Regions from separate parts of the Callithrix jacchus genome. Here region 1 is linked to region 2. The links are chromatin contacts, called in public Hi-C maps. All regions are on one chromosome and are shown on one strand. Each heading gives the region's core, a stretch centred on a gene start, on an enhancer-like site or on the middle of the called end of the contact. The rest is flanking DNA. Distances are from core to core; before and after follow the strand shown.

Evidence for each region. A called contact is a pair of places that touch in the nucleus more often than the background predicts.
Region 1: a contact with region 2 is called in a Hi-C map of induced pluripotent stem cells, with 2.3 times the contacts expected there. The contact joins two enhancer-like sites. A contact is called at or near these places in 2 of 3 Hi-C or Micro-C datasets (induced pluripotent stem cells and skeletal muscle).

What each region holds. Positions count from the first base shown.
Region 1 is chr21:49,584,595-49,590,934 of calJac240_pri, reverse strand. All of the region lies in intron 1 of AGPAT3 (1-acylglycerol-3-phosphate O-acyltransferase 3), which reads right to left. All of the region lies in intron 4 of LOC144580655, which reads right to left. Among named protein-coding and RNA genes, the nearest start is that of AGPAT3, 64 kb to the right of the region's middle. Within about 2 kb of position 1,749, at least 8 of the 16 cell types and tissues checked have an H3K27ac peak or open chromatin away from gene starts, as enhancers often do. A contact at or near this core is called in skeletal muscle, where this site is marked.
Region 2 is chr21:49,485,712-49,491,616 of calJac240_pri, reverse strand. It overlaps the pseudogene LOC100894809. Among named protein-coding and RNA genes, the nearest start is that of RRP1, 23 kb to the right of the region's middle. Within about 2 kb of position 4,241, at least 4 of the 16 cell types and tissues checked have an H3K27ac peak or open chromatin away from gene starts, as enhancers often do. A contact at or near this core is called in skeletal muscle, where this site is marked.

The DNA of each region.
Region 1 (6,340 bases), core at 500-2,999, 100 kb before region 2:
TGGTGTGGGGACACCTGGGGAGCTGCCTCCTGCTGCCCCTACAGCGGCCCCCTCAATGTGCCAGCAAGCCCTGCTTCCCTCTGTTCCCCTCAGCCCAGGCGGGCACCCTCCCCCACCTCATCCCCACCTTCTCCTCACCTGGACAGAAATACCCACCCACCCTTGTCTCCCCAGGCCTGTCCACTGCGGACTCCCACAGTTGGGGTCTGCAGCCTCTGATTTCACCGGGCAGGGCTTGGTGTCCGCAAGGCCTGAGAAAGGCTGAGGGAACAGGAAAAGGAAGAAAGGTGGTGCTGCTGAGACACCACAGCCAGGTCACGCGGGCCACGCCGAGGTCACGCGGGCCACGCCGAGGTCACGCGGGCCACGCTGAGGTCACGCGGGCCACGCTGAGGTCACATGGGCCACGCTGAGGTCACGCGGGCCACACTGAGGTCACACGGGCCACGCTGAGGTCACATGGGCCACGCTGAGGTCACACTCAATGACAGGCGCTTTACACGAATGATCGCTCAGTGCTCAGCAGTTTTCCCCACTAGCATCACTGCCCCTGAAAATATCCTGCCCAGGACCACAAAGTGACTGTCAGGCCCAGGATGGGGAACCGGGCACACGGGTGCTGGCATCTGAGCCCCTACCCCACCTCGCAGCGGCTCTGCCCTGAGACCTCCCACCACCGTGTCCTAGGGGCAGGGCACCCAAAGGGGAAACCCGACCTCTCCGCCTCAGACTCTCCGTGGAGCGGCGGTTGATAACTATTCCCCACTTTCTTCAAAGACTCTGTGGATCTGTGACTTCCTGACACACACAGAACCACCAGCACGAGGCACCTCAGTTCTAGGAGGAAAGGCACTCAGGTCCTCTCTCTCCAGCCTGACTGGGCTATCGGCGCTCGCTCACTCAAGAGGACGCGTCTGTCGCCTGCGGCCCAGACAGAAGGACATTTATGAGGTTAATGAGACGCTGCGAGCCAGCTGGGCGCGCCATCTCACCAACCTGTTTATCTGGATTTAGCTCAGTGCTCAGCCAGGCCAGTGATGGGGGCGGGACCTCAACAGGGAGGGTCGAGGCCCAGCACTCACGGGCCCACAGCCTCTGCTGCCCACCCTGCCCACCCTCCTGCCTGAGGAATTCGGGCCACGCCTTCTCCCTCCATCCCAGGGAGGAGCAGCATCCACAGGCCAAGCCCTGCACGTACCCCCCACCCTGCCACGTGCACTGGCCCCGAGGGCTCTGGGAAGCTGTGTCCAGTCCTGCAGGGACCAGGCTTTGCCCAGGACAGCAGCGCCCGGGGAGGTGGCTTTGCCGTGGCCAGCAGGCGGCTCCGTCTTGTTCTGCCAACCCCACATGCCCTTCACATCTTTAAATAAACGAATAAGGACACAAATAAAAATAGAAGCCCCACCATGGGAAGGCTCCTGGTTTTGACTCACTCTGGGGTTCAGTGCAGGCCATGTGGCAGAGGCTCCAGGAACAAGCGGGGATGGCAGGCACCGGGTGACACGGTGTCCTTGCAATTCACATGGGGACACAGCGCGGGTTACTAAGCAAACCAAACAAAGCACACACGGCCACAGATGCCCCAGAGCCAGGCCCGTCTCCTGCGCTCGGGAGCCCGTGAGAACCGTCCTACACCACCGCACAGCCGTACAAGCCCCGCTTCAGTGAAAGGTGGGCACACAGAGCTCCCCACCCACACGGGGCACCCACCAAGGGGGCAGGGGCCTCCTTCCGAAGGTCACAGGAGACTGGCCATGGCCACTCTGGCACCTCACACTGGAATAAGGAGAACGCACGGTTTTCAGAATGTGTCACGTCTGACGGGGACAGAATTGTGTGGCCACCTAAAGACAGCCACAGTCACGTGCAGACAATGTGGGGGTGGTGGGTAGCACGGCTGAGGAGCCTGTCGGAGCCACCTAGGGCGGGACGGAGGCACAAACTCCGAAGGGCACAAAGGATTGGCGTGGGAATACGTTTCAGCTCACTGTGAAACAAAATTAGACAGCTCTGTATGTGTAGTATCTGTAGGTCGCCAAACACACGCGAACACGCCCTCCTCAGTAAATCTGGTTGCATTTCCAGTAATGAGTGCCCCAGCTTGAAACACATCGCAGAAGGAAAACTCCTACATGAAAAGCAAGATTTCGAAACAAGACGTAGTTTCAGGCGTGAAACCTGCTGGAACAATTACCACGGATCTTCAAATGCACATGCAGCAGCTCCTAACCGTCCCAAGTAAAGACGCTGAAACTCATGTCGAACCTTAAAACCACACAGGGAGTGGCACGGAGCCCTGCAGACTAAGGGTCGGGAGAAGCGAGGCCTCTGTCCCCAGGCGGAGGCGCTGGGCCCTCCAGGGCACCGCCCACACTGCTCTGCACAACCTCTTGATGAACCTCACCCTATTTCGATAAAGTAAAAGTGGTCAGCTGTGAAACTGTCACGCCGTAAGCAGAATGGTCCCTCCCACAGTGTGTACAGTAGTCAAAAAAGACAGAGAGGCCGGTGTGCTGGCACACACCTATAATCCCAGCACTTTGGGAGGCCAAGGTGGAAGGACCGCTTGAGCCCAGGAGGTGGAGGCTGCAGTGAGCTGTGATCTTCACTCCAGCTTGGGCGACAGAGCCGGACCCTGTTTCTTTTCTTTTCTTTTTTTTAATTTTATTTTTTTGAGACAGAGTCTCACTCTGTTGCCCAGGCTAGAATGCAGTGGCACAATCTCAGCTCACTACAACCTCTGCCTCCCAAGTCAAGCAATTCTCCTGCCTTAGCCTCCTGGGTAGCTGGAATTACAAGCGTGCACCATCACACCTAGCTAAGTTTTGTATTTTAAGTAGACACAGGATTTCACCAGGTTGGCCAGGCTGGTCTCGAACTCCTGACCCCAGGTGATCCACCTGCCTCGGCCTCCAAAAGTGCTGGGATTACAGGTGTGAGCCACACCTGGCCTCCGAGTCTGTTTCAAAATAAAAAGAAACACAGAGATAACCTGAATGCCCCGCAATAGGGACAGGCTTGGTGACACCTGCTGTGTTTACCTGATTGCTGAAGTTACTGGATAAGGCCACATAGCTGCCTGGGAGACGGCTGATCAAACACTGGCCCCGAGGGATGCTGGGAGCAAGCGCGTGCACACGTGGACTAACACACATGTTCTTAGCACGTGCACACGTGGACTAACACGCATGTTCTTAGCACGGACGCCCCGGGCCGGACGGCCTGTCACAAGCACAGGAAGCCTCAGTCCCCACCTCTCCCTACAGGCAGAGCCCCCTCAGGAGGATGATCCCAGGGAGGAAGGGAAGAGAAAGGTCTAGAAGCCAAGGACCTGAGAGGGAACTGCCATTGGTGGGGGTTTTCAGTGTCTTCGGCACACACTGCGTGCCCAGTCCACCTGTCTCTCCATGAACTCTCACTGCAGCCTGAGTGCTCCCAGGGACTGACCAGGGACCTGCTGGGGCACCAGAAAGTGGAAGGGGAGGTTGGGGAGGGCCACTGCCTGGCCTCAGAGAGGGGCCCTGTGCCCTCACTCACTTCCTCCCTTGGGGTGAGGGGGGTCGGGAAACAGAACTCGGCTGCTTCCCAGAATGACAGGGATCATGTGTATGTATGTCTGTGAGAGTGTGTGTGTGTGTGTCTGTGTGTGCCTGAGAGTGTGTGTGTGCCTGTGAGAGTGTGTGTGTGTCTGTGTGTGCCTGTGAGTGTGTGTGTCTGTGAGTGTTTGTGTGTCTGTGAGTGTGTGTGAGTGTGTGAGAGTGTGTGTGTCTGAGAGTGTGTGTGAGTGTGTGTATGTCTGAGAGTGTGTGTGTCTGTGTGTGTCTGTGAGAGTGAGTGTGAGTGTGTGTGTCTGTGAGTGTGTCTGTGAGTGTGTGTGTGTGTGTCTGTGAGAGTGAGTGTGTGTGTCTGTGAGTGTGTGAGAGTGTGTGTGTCTGTGAGTGTGTGTCTATGAGAGTATGTCTGTGAGTGTGTGTGTGTCTGTGAGAGTGAGTGTGTGTGTCTGTGAGTGTGTGTCTGTGAGTGTGTGTGAGTGTGTGAGAGTGTGTGTGTCTGAGAGTGTGTGTGAGTGTGTGTATGTCTGAGAGTGTGTGTGTCTGTGTGTGTCTGTGAGAGTGAGTGTGAGTGTGTGTGTCTGTGAGTGTGTCTGTGAGTGTGTGAGTGTGTGTGTGTCTGTGAGAGTGAGTGTGTGTGTCTGTGAGTGTGTGAGAGTGTGTGTGTCTGTGAGTGTGTGTCTATGAGAGTATGACTGTGAGTGTGTGTGTGTGTCTGTGAGAGTGAGTGTGTGTGTCTGTGAGTGTGTGTCTGTGAGTGTGTGTGTGTGAGAGTGTGTGTGTCTGAGAGTGTGTGTGAGTGTGTGTATGTCTGAGAGTGTGTGTGTCTGTGTGTGTCTGTGAGAGTGAGTGTGAGTGTGTGTGTCTGTGAGTGTGTCTGTGAGTGTGTGAGTGTGTGTGTGTCTGTGAGAGTGAGTGTGTGTGTCTGTGAGAGTGAGTGTGTGTGTCTGTGAGTGTGTGTCTGTGAGTGTGTGTGTGTGTGTGTGTGTTCCTTAACGCTGTGTCAGTGATTCTCAGCAGGTACTTTCTAAACAGTGATGGTGTCAAACTCAGGGCAGTGGTCCTCCTGGAAGCCCGGTGAAGAGGATGGCTGTGGCTGGAGTTTAAACCACCACGCCCTTGGCCTGCCTGAAATCATCCCTTCTTATTGCACGGGAGCCTTCCATGTCCAGCAAGGACCATGGCTTCCGGCGAGCCGAGTGGTTATTCCCTGTTTCTGCTGCATCCAAGAGCCGCATCCAGCTGGCTCAGCTTCCCAGGGCACAGGGAAGCAGGCACCACGTCAGCCCTGCCAGGACGCAGCAGGCCCAGCTCCCTGGAGAGGGAGCGTGCATTCTCCCCAAACACCAGCAGGGCGAGTTCTAGAATTTTGGACAAGGCGTCCTAACTTGAGCTGGGGGGCCCATTCCCAGGCACGTTAGTTTCCCTCACCAGGTCCCTCTGCAGGCCAGGCCCACCCCGGCAACTTTGTGGCCCCACACGCTCACTCCTTACACCTTACGGATGAGGAGACCGAGGCACAGAGAGGGTCAGTAGCTTGCCCAAAGGGTCACACCGAGTTAGCAGCAGAATCAAGACTCACCCCCAGGCCATCTCACCACAAAATCACTGCTCCCATAGACAGGAGCTGAGGACCGAAACCAACCCAGGTGTTCATCTCACATCATCTCTGAAAAGATTTCCCATCAGCTGAGAACACGAGCCTCCAGCTGGAAAGAAGCCTGCTGTGGTTTTGGACGGGAAGAGCAGGGAGGCGCCAGGCACTCAGAAGGAGCTTGCTTTCACTCACTTCTAAAATCAGGTCTCGGTGGATTGGGAAGAAACAAGACTCAGGCCTCCAGCTGACCCAGAGCAGCAGCCTGACAGCCTCAGCCTGGGGAGACAGACCCACCCAGTCCTTCAGCTGCAATGAAAACATTTCAGGCAAAAAACCCTGTGTTTAAAAAAGATTCTGCTAATCTATAAATACGTATACCTAGTATGTACCCCGCAAAATTAAAAACACAAGGTTTTGTAAAGTAATGATGTTTTATAAAAGAGAGCAATTCACCTTGCTGTAAAAATTTTAAATCAAGCCGAGGTACGTGGTCAGAAGGGGGCTCCCAGCCCTCAACCCCTCTCCATCCCCAAGACTGGCCACTGTTAAGATCTGGTGTTGGTCGGTGGCTCACACCTGTGATCCCAGCACTTTGGGAGGTTGAGGCGGGCAGATCCCTTGAGCCCACCAGCCTGGGCGACATGGCAAAACCCTGTCTCACTCTTTCTTTTGCTTTGAGACAGTCTTGCTCTGTTGCCCAGGCTGGAGTGCAATGGTACAATCTCGGCTCACTGGAAACTCCACCTCCTGGGTTCAAGCGATTCTCCTGCCTCAGCCTCCCAAGTAGCTGGGATTACAGGCACCCACCCACACCCGGCTAATTTTTTGTATTTTTAGTAGAGATGGGATTTCCTCATATTGGCCAGGCTGGTCTCAAACTCCTGACCTCAAGTGATCCCCCTGCCTTGGCCTCCCAAACTGCCGGGATTATAGGCATGAGCCACCACACCTGGCTGTCGTTTTTATTAAAGAAACAAAAATCCCATGTCGATTCTTCTGGACATATGTGATTGTTAAATGCAGTCACACGTTGTGACATTGTGTGACACTATTACGGAGTTTCCTGCTCCGTGCTATAATGGGAGGCTTCCAGGTGGGGTTCCTCTCAAGCACGTGTGGCCCCTGCAGCCGTCTGCTCTCTGGGAGAATGAAACACTGGAGCCAGCCCTGGGAACCCCAGGGGATCCCAGAT
Region 2 (5,905 bases), core at 2,992-5,491:
CATTTTCGCTCAGGACTTCGAGTGCAGCCTGGGCAATACAGCAAGACCCGAATTCTTAAAAAAATTAATTCTTGTAACATTTTTTGCTACCGAGCAAGTGTTTTCTGTAGATTTTTGGAGGCCATGGCTGTGTTGAATTTGACTGAATATCAGCCGTGAAGCAGCTGAGACAGGCGCTCGCCTTTTCCCCTTTAACTGGTGAGAGTGGGAACAGGTGGATCATCGGGGCACCTGTTGTAATGTTTATAAACCTGAGTGCCTGGGATAAAATCCATTGCTTGATGAATTTTGCTAATAAAGATTGGCCAGTAATTATCCTTTCTGGTAATGTCCTTGTTTGTTTGGTGTTAAGATTACATTATCTCATAAAATGTGTTGGTCACTTTTTTTTTTTGAGATGGAGTTTTGCTCTTGTTGCCCAGGCTGGAGTGCAATGGAGCAATCTCAGCTCCCCGCAACCTCCCCCTCCCAGGTTCGAGCAATTCTCGTGCCACAGCCTCCCCAGTAGCAGTGACTGGCCGGTCAAGGTGGCTCACACCTGTAATCCCAGCACTTTGGGAGGTTGAGGCAGGTGGATCACTTGAGGTCAGGAGATCGAGACCAGCCTGACCAACATGGAGAAACCCCATCTCTACTAAAAATACAAAATTAGCCGGGTGGTGTGTGCCTGTAGTCCCAGCTACTTGGGAGGCTGTGGTAGGAGAATCACTTGAACCTGGAAGGCAGAAATTGCAGTGAGCCAAGATCTCCAGCCTGGGTGACAGTGTGAGACTCTGTTTCAAAAAAAAAGAGAGGAATGATGCCTGATTGCCTGCGGCCGCTGTGGTGAATTACACACACTTGGTGGCTTGAAGCAACAGAAAAGGATTCCCTCGAAGTTCTGGCGGCCAGAAGGCTGAAGCAAGGTGTGGACAGAGCCCCGCTCCCTCCGAAGGCTCCAGGGAGGACCTTTCCTATCCCTCCCGCTTCGGGTGACTGCAGGGTCCCTCGGCTGTGGCTGCCAACCCAACCGCTGCCTCCGCCGTCCCGTGGCCTTCTCCGTGGCCTCTCCTTTTCTCATGAGGACGCCGGTCACTGGATTTAAGACCCACCCTAAATCCGGGATGATCACAAGACCCTCAACTAGTTACACCGGCAAAGACCCTTACTCCAAATCAGGTCTAATTTGGGGGGTTCTACTCAACTGCTGCAGATAGCAGGAGACGTTTAAAAGCACCGATCCTCGCTGGGGTGGTGTTTTTAAGACAGTGAAACCTTCGTGCGCACAGGACATGCTGACGGATGAAAGTTCAGGTCCTCATCTTTCCGGGCGGCAGGAGCTGGGCCCGTGTGGGAAACACAGGCTTTGCCTAACTAGAATTCACACCAAGAAAAAACGAAAGAAAAAAAAAAGAATTCAGTCCATGTGGTGGGGTGCAGACCCTGCAGGTGGCCCCCATACCACAGTACTGCCAGCCAGGCTGCAAAGGCCCCAGGGGTGGGACCCCGGATCCGGGCAGGTATTAGCGGTCATCTTGACCTCCACGCACTTACAGAGGAGGAAACCAAGGCCCAGAGAGGCCGGGAGAGTTGGCCCGGATCCCGAAGCAGGAGGAGGATGTGGTTCTTGGGCCCGCTCTGCCCCCCGTGCTGCTCCAGTCTGTTCAGCAAGCTCCTCCCTGTTCATAACTCCCCCAGCGACAGCCCTGCCTCCCTGAACAGAGCCCCAGACACTCTCCTCCCAGCATCTGCTGCCAGGACACAGATGCTGGTCGGGTTCAATTTGATGTGCCTGTGAGAGGTTGATTCAGAGCTGTGTCCCCGGGACCAGGCATGGGGCTTCTGCTGCCCTGGTGTGGACAGCACTAGGGGAAGTGTGACCTGCGCCGGCATCTGGGCCCACGCAGGAAGGCCAGCTCGGGAACGGCCCATGTCCCTGCCAGCGTCCCCTTCTCAGAACACCTGGCAAATTCACACTGGATGTCGCAGAACCATGGCCGGGGCTCAGGCAGCCACGCTCAACTCTTCCAGGATGCAGCGGCTCCCCGTGGCGCTCCAGTCCTCTCAGGACCACACAGCGTGAGCCTGCCCTCCCTCCCCTTCTCCCCACACCCTCCTCACTTCCCTGGGACTGCACCTCCCCATCCCCCACCAAATGTTGGCACATAGCCGCTGGGAACCTGGGCTGAGAACAGGGTCAAGCTGAACCCACTCCCTCTGGAAAGAACTGTCTTGACTGCAAAGCAGACGGGAAACTGAGGCCCCTTCAGTGAAGTCCCATCTAGATGGAATTCGATCGACTCTTCTGCCAAGTGCAGGTGCCTGCAAGAGCTTGTTCTAACAATCTCATAACAGTTTTACTCTATTCTATAGAAGACGCCCTTCTAGGGGTAAAAGAATAGCTCAGAATTTAACTGGAGAAAGGTCGCTGCGTATCGGAGGCCCCGTGTGGGCCTGACCTGACCAGGTGAGTCCTTCTCCGAAGAAGCTGATGAGGGAGAATTTCTCCTGCTGGCACTGAAGAAGCACAGGGTGGGGATAGGGGGCCTTGGGGAAGGGGACTGTGGGAACCTCCAGGAGCTGAGGGAACCCCAGGAATAGCCCGTGAGAGAAACGGGAGGCCTACTGCCAAGACTTCATCCTCAAGAAGACGCAGAAGAAAAAAGAACTCACCAGCTGATGGCCAGGGAGTGTGGGAGAGGCCCCACCTCCAGTGCCTGCAGCCCAGCACCCGCTTCAGCCTGGGAGCTTTTGGTGCCTCCCAGACCCTCGTCTACAGCTGGGCGCGGACAGGCAGTGGTGGCGCAGTCACCAAGTTCATGGTGATCTGTTGCCCAGCACGGATATTTAATGCAGGAGGGACTGGATAAACATTTAGGTAGGAAAAGAGAGAAGAAAGGAGGGAGGGAGGAGCGCCAGGAAGGAAGGAGAGTGGCTTCACAGAGCGGTCATGGGCAGCGCTGCCAGGGGCGCAGAGAGCCCGCCCGGCCAGTCATCCCGGGAATTCATGCCATGCAGGCTTGTATGTCAAAAGGAATCGAGGTCAGGAAGCCAGAGGGATCCACAGCACTGCAAACCCATGAGGCCAGGCTGGCGCCACACCCCATCCCCATCGCTGCAAACCCAGGAAGAGTCATAGGCTCCCTCCCAGGACCCACGTAACCGCCAAGGGACCCAGCGTGGCATGGAGCGGAGGCAGCCCTTGGGGGCGACGCCCTGCTGATGGAGTTTTCCCATCTGTGCTTCCCTTGTGAGATCTGGGAAAAGGCTGCCGGGCCAGGCAGCACCGGGCAAGCTGAGTGCCAGGCAGTCTTGCAACAACACGCCAGGCGAATCTGAAACCACGGGATGGATGAGCCGCACCCCTGGGAAAGAGAACAGAGGGAGGCAGTTATCAATGTCCTCCTGCTCCTTGGTTTTCAGAAATAAGCCAGACTCAGTGCCTCAGGGACACCCCGTGTGGCCTCCGGAGAGCACAGGCCCCACCCTCTGTGCAGGTGAGGAAGCCCAGAGCAATGAGGGACTCACCGGCCTGGGGACTCGAGCGCAGTCCTGGGCGCCTTCCCTCTGCCCATCTCAGACAGGAGCACGGCCAGCACCACCTCGCCCCAACACGCCTCCAGACCAGCCCTCAGGCCCCGGGCACACTCTTCTCACTTCCCTCCTCCAGCCCCCTTCCCTTCCCCTTCGCATCATCACCCAGGGGCTTCTAGGAGCTGAGCGGGGCTATGAGGCTTGAGGCTGCTGCTCCAGATCCCTTTCCGGGGGGTGGCAGGTGGCTGCTCACCAGGGACACCAGCCCGAACAGGATGGGGCTGATGCGAGGCTCTGACTTTCCTCCCAGGCTCTGCCTTCACCCAATGGTCCTGTGGGGCAGCTGGCGCTCCCCGCCGCCCCCTCCCCCAACAGCTGTGAGGTTTCTTCCTAGGATTCTGTTTTCCCCACAGTCGGAACTGAGGTGCTTGGAGGCTCCAGGAGCGGGATGCGGTGGAACGAGCGGCCTGGAGCCCCCAGGGCAGACCCCAAAGAGAAGGGTCAGAGGTGCCCTCTGGGGCCTGGGTAGCTGGGCAGGGTCCACAAGCCTGAGACTCCATGGGGAGGAAGTGCCCCATGCCGTGGAGGGGAAGGGGCTAGGAGAGGCTCCTATGTGGAGCCCCCTCCCACCTGGCCAGGCTTTGGGATGAGCCCTGAATGGACACGGGCCACAGCAGAGTTCCAGGGGTGAGGGCTGAGCCTCCAAGGACCCCAGGGTGCCTGTCCCCACTGCACACCCGCCGGGACACAGGAGAGGAACAGTGCCAGGAGGGCCATGGCTGTGGAGTCCACTCCAGGTCGAGGCACACAGGTAGAGGTGGGCGCCAGCCCCTGAAGCACCTGCAGAGGCTTCACTCGGGGCAAGAACGACGCCCTCGCCCACAGGAATCCTGGGTCAGGTGGGCAGCGAGGACACAATGGAGCAAGTGGCCTGGAGTGGCCCAGCGGCCCAGTCTCCCCCAAGCCCATTCCAGGGCCACGGGCACCCCCCAGAGGCAGCTGGTGGGACTGCAGCCATGCAGGTCCTAGAGGGCAGGTGACAGAGGAAGGGACAAAGGAGCGGCAACATCCCTGGGGTAGGGACAGGGAGGGGGCAAGGCTGCCCGCTGTGGACTGTGGATGCCAGGACCCAAAGGCGAAGCCTCCCCCTGCTCCTCACCCACAGTAAGCCAGGCTCCACACAATGATGAGAACCCATGGGCAATGCCATACAGGGGAGAGGCTACATGGGGGAGAGGCCACACAGGGGAGGCCACGGGAAGAGGCTACATGGGGGAGAGGCCACAAGAGGGAGAGGCCACACGGGGGAGGCCACACGGGGAGAGGCTACATGGGGGAGAGGCCACACAGGGGAGGCCACGGGAAGAGGCTACATGGGGGAGAGGCCACACGGGGAAGGCCACACGAGGGAGAGGCTTTGAGGGAGAGGCCACGAGGGGGAGATGGCTCACGGGTCAGGCCACACAGAGGAGAGGCCGCGAGCTGGGGAGATGGCCTCTGTGGGGAGATTGTGAACACCCTGGGGAGGTGGCCTCTGTGGGGAGACTCTGAACGCCCACACAGCAGCCACAGGCTAGGTGGGAGTCTGCTGCAGCTCCTCTGGCTGGTCCGTTCAGGAAATAAAACCAGCCCCGTGTCCAGGTAGCTGGTGCCTGGAGGTATCATCTCTGAGCAGCTCAGCACAGTGCTGGCCATTCTCCTCACCGTACAAGAGCACATTTGGGGAAAAGGTTCCCATCTGAGATGGAGACGCTCCCTTTCAGACTGCAGGCTGTGGGGCCGGCTCCTTATCACATGGGCTGGGGGCTGGGCACACGGATGCCCACTACACGACCCGCTTCCTGGTAGGCTACAGCACCACACACACTGCAGAGACCAGGCCTCCTCTTCATCCACCACCACCAGCCCCCACCACGTCCACTCCATCCCCCACCACTCAGGCCTCAGCAGTCACGGCCTGGGATCCTATGCCCCTTCCGGGGAACTTCTGGGCCAATGACGGGGGACAGCCCTCGTCAGCGGTTTATCTTTAGCATGCACTATATGCAACAGGGGCAGCTCCGGGAGACACGAGTCAGTGTTCCAATGCTGGGGCTGATGGAAGGACTGTCCCCAAACCCAACCTCGATCCCACGGCCAGAGAGTGCATCCAGAATTGCCTGGCCAGATCACACCCCTGTGAGCAGCCCCACAGCGCCCAGGGCGCTGGCTGACCTGCCGCCCCCTCTCAGCCCCTCCCGTCAACCCGTCGCAGCTACAGTGCCCACCCTCACTGGAGGCTGCTCCCCGCTGAGCCTCCTGCACCTGTGCAAAGCCTCTGCTTCCCACAGGGCCTACTGGGAGAAGTTCTAGGTCACAACCATAGTTGAGAGTGAGAAGCTCATGCAGAGAA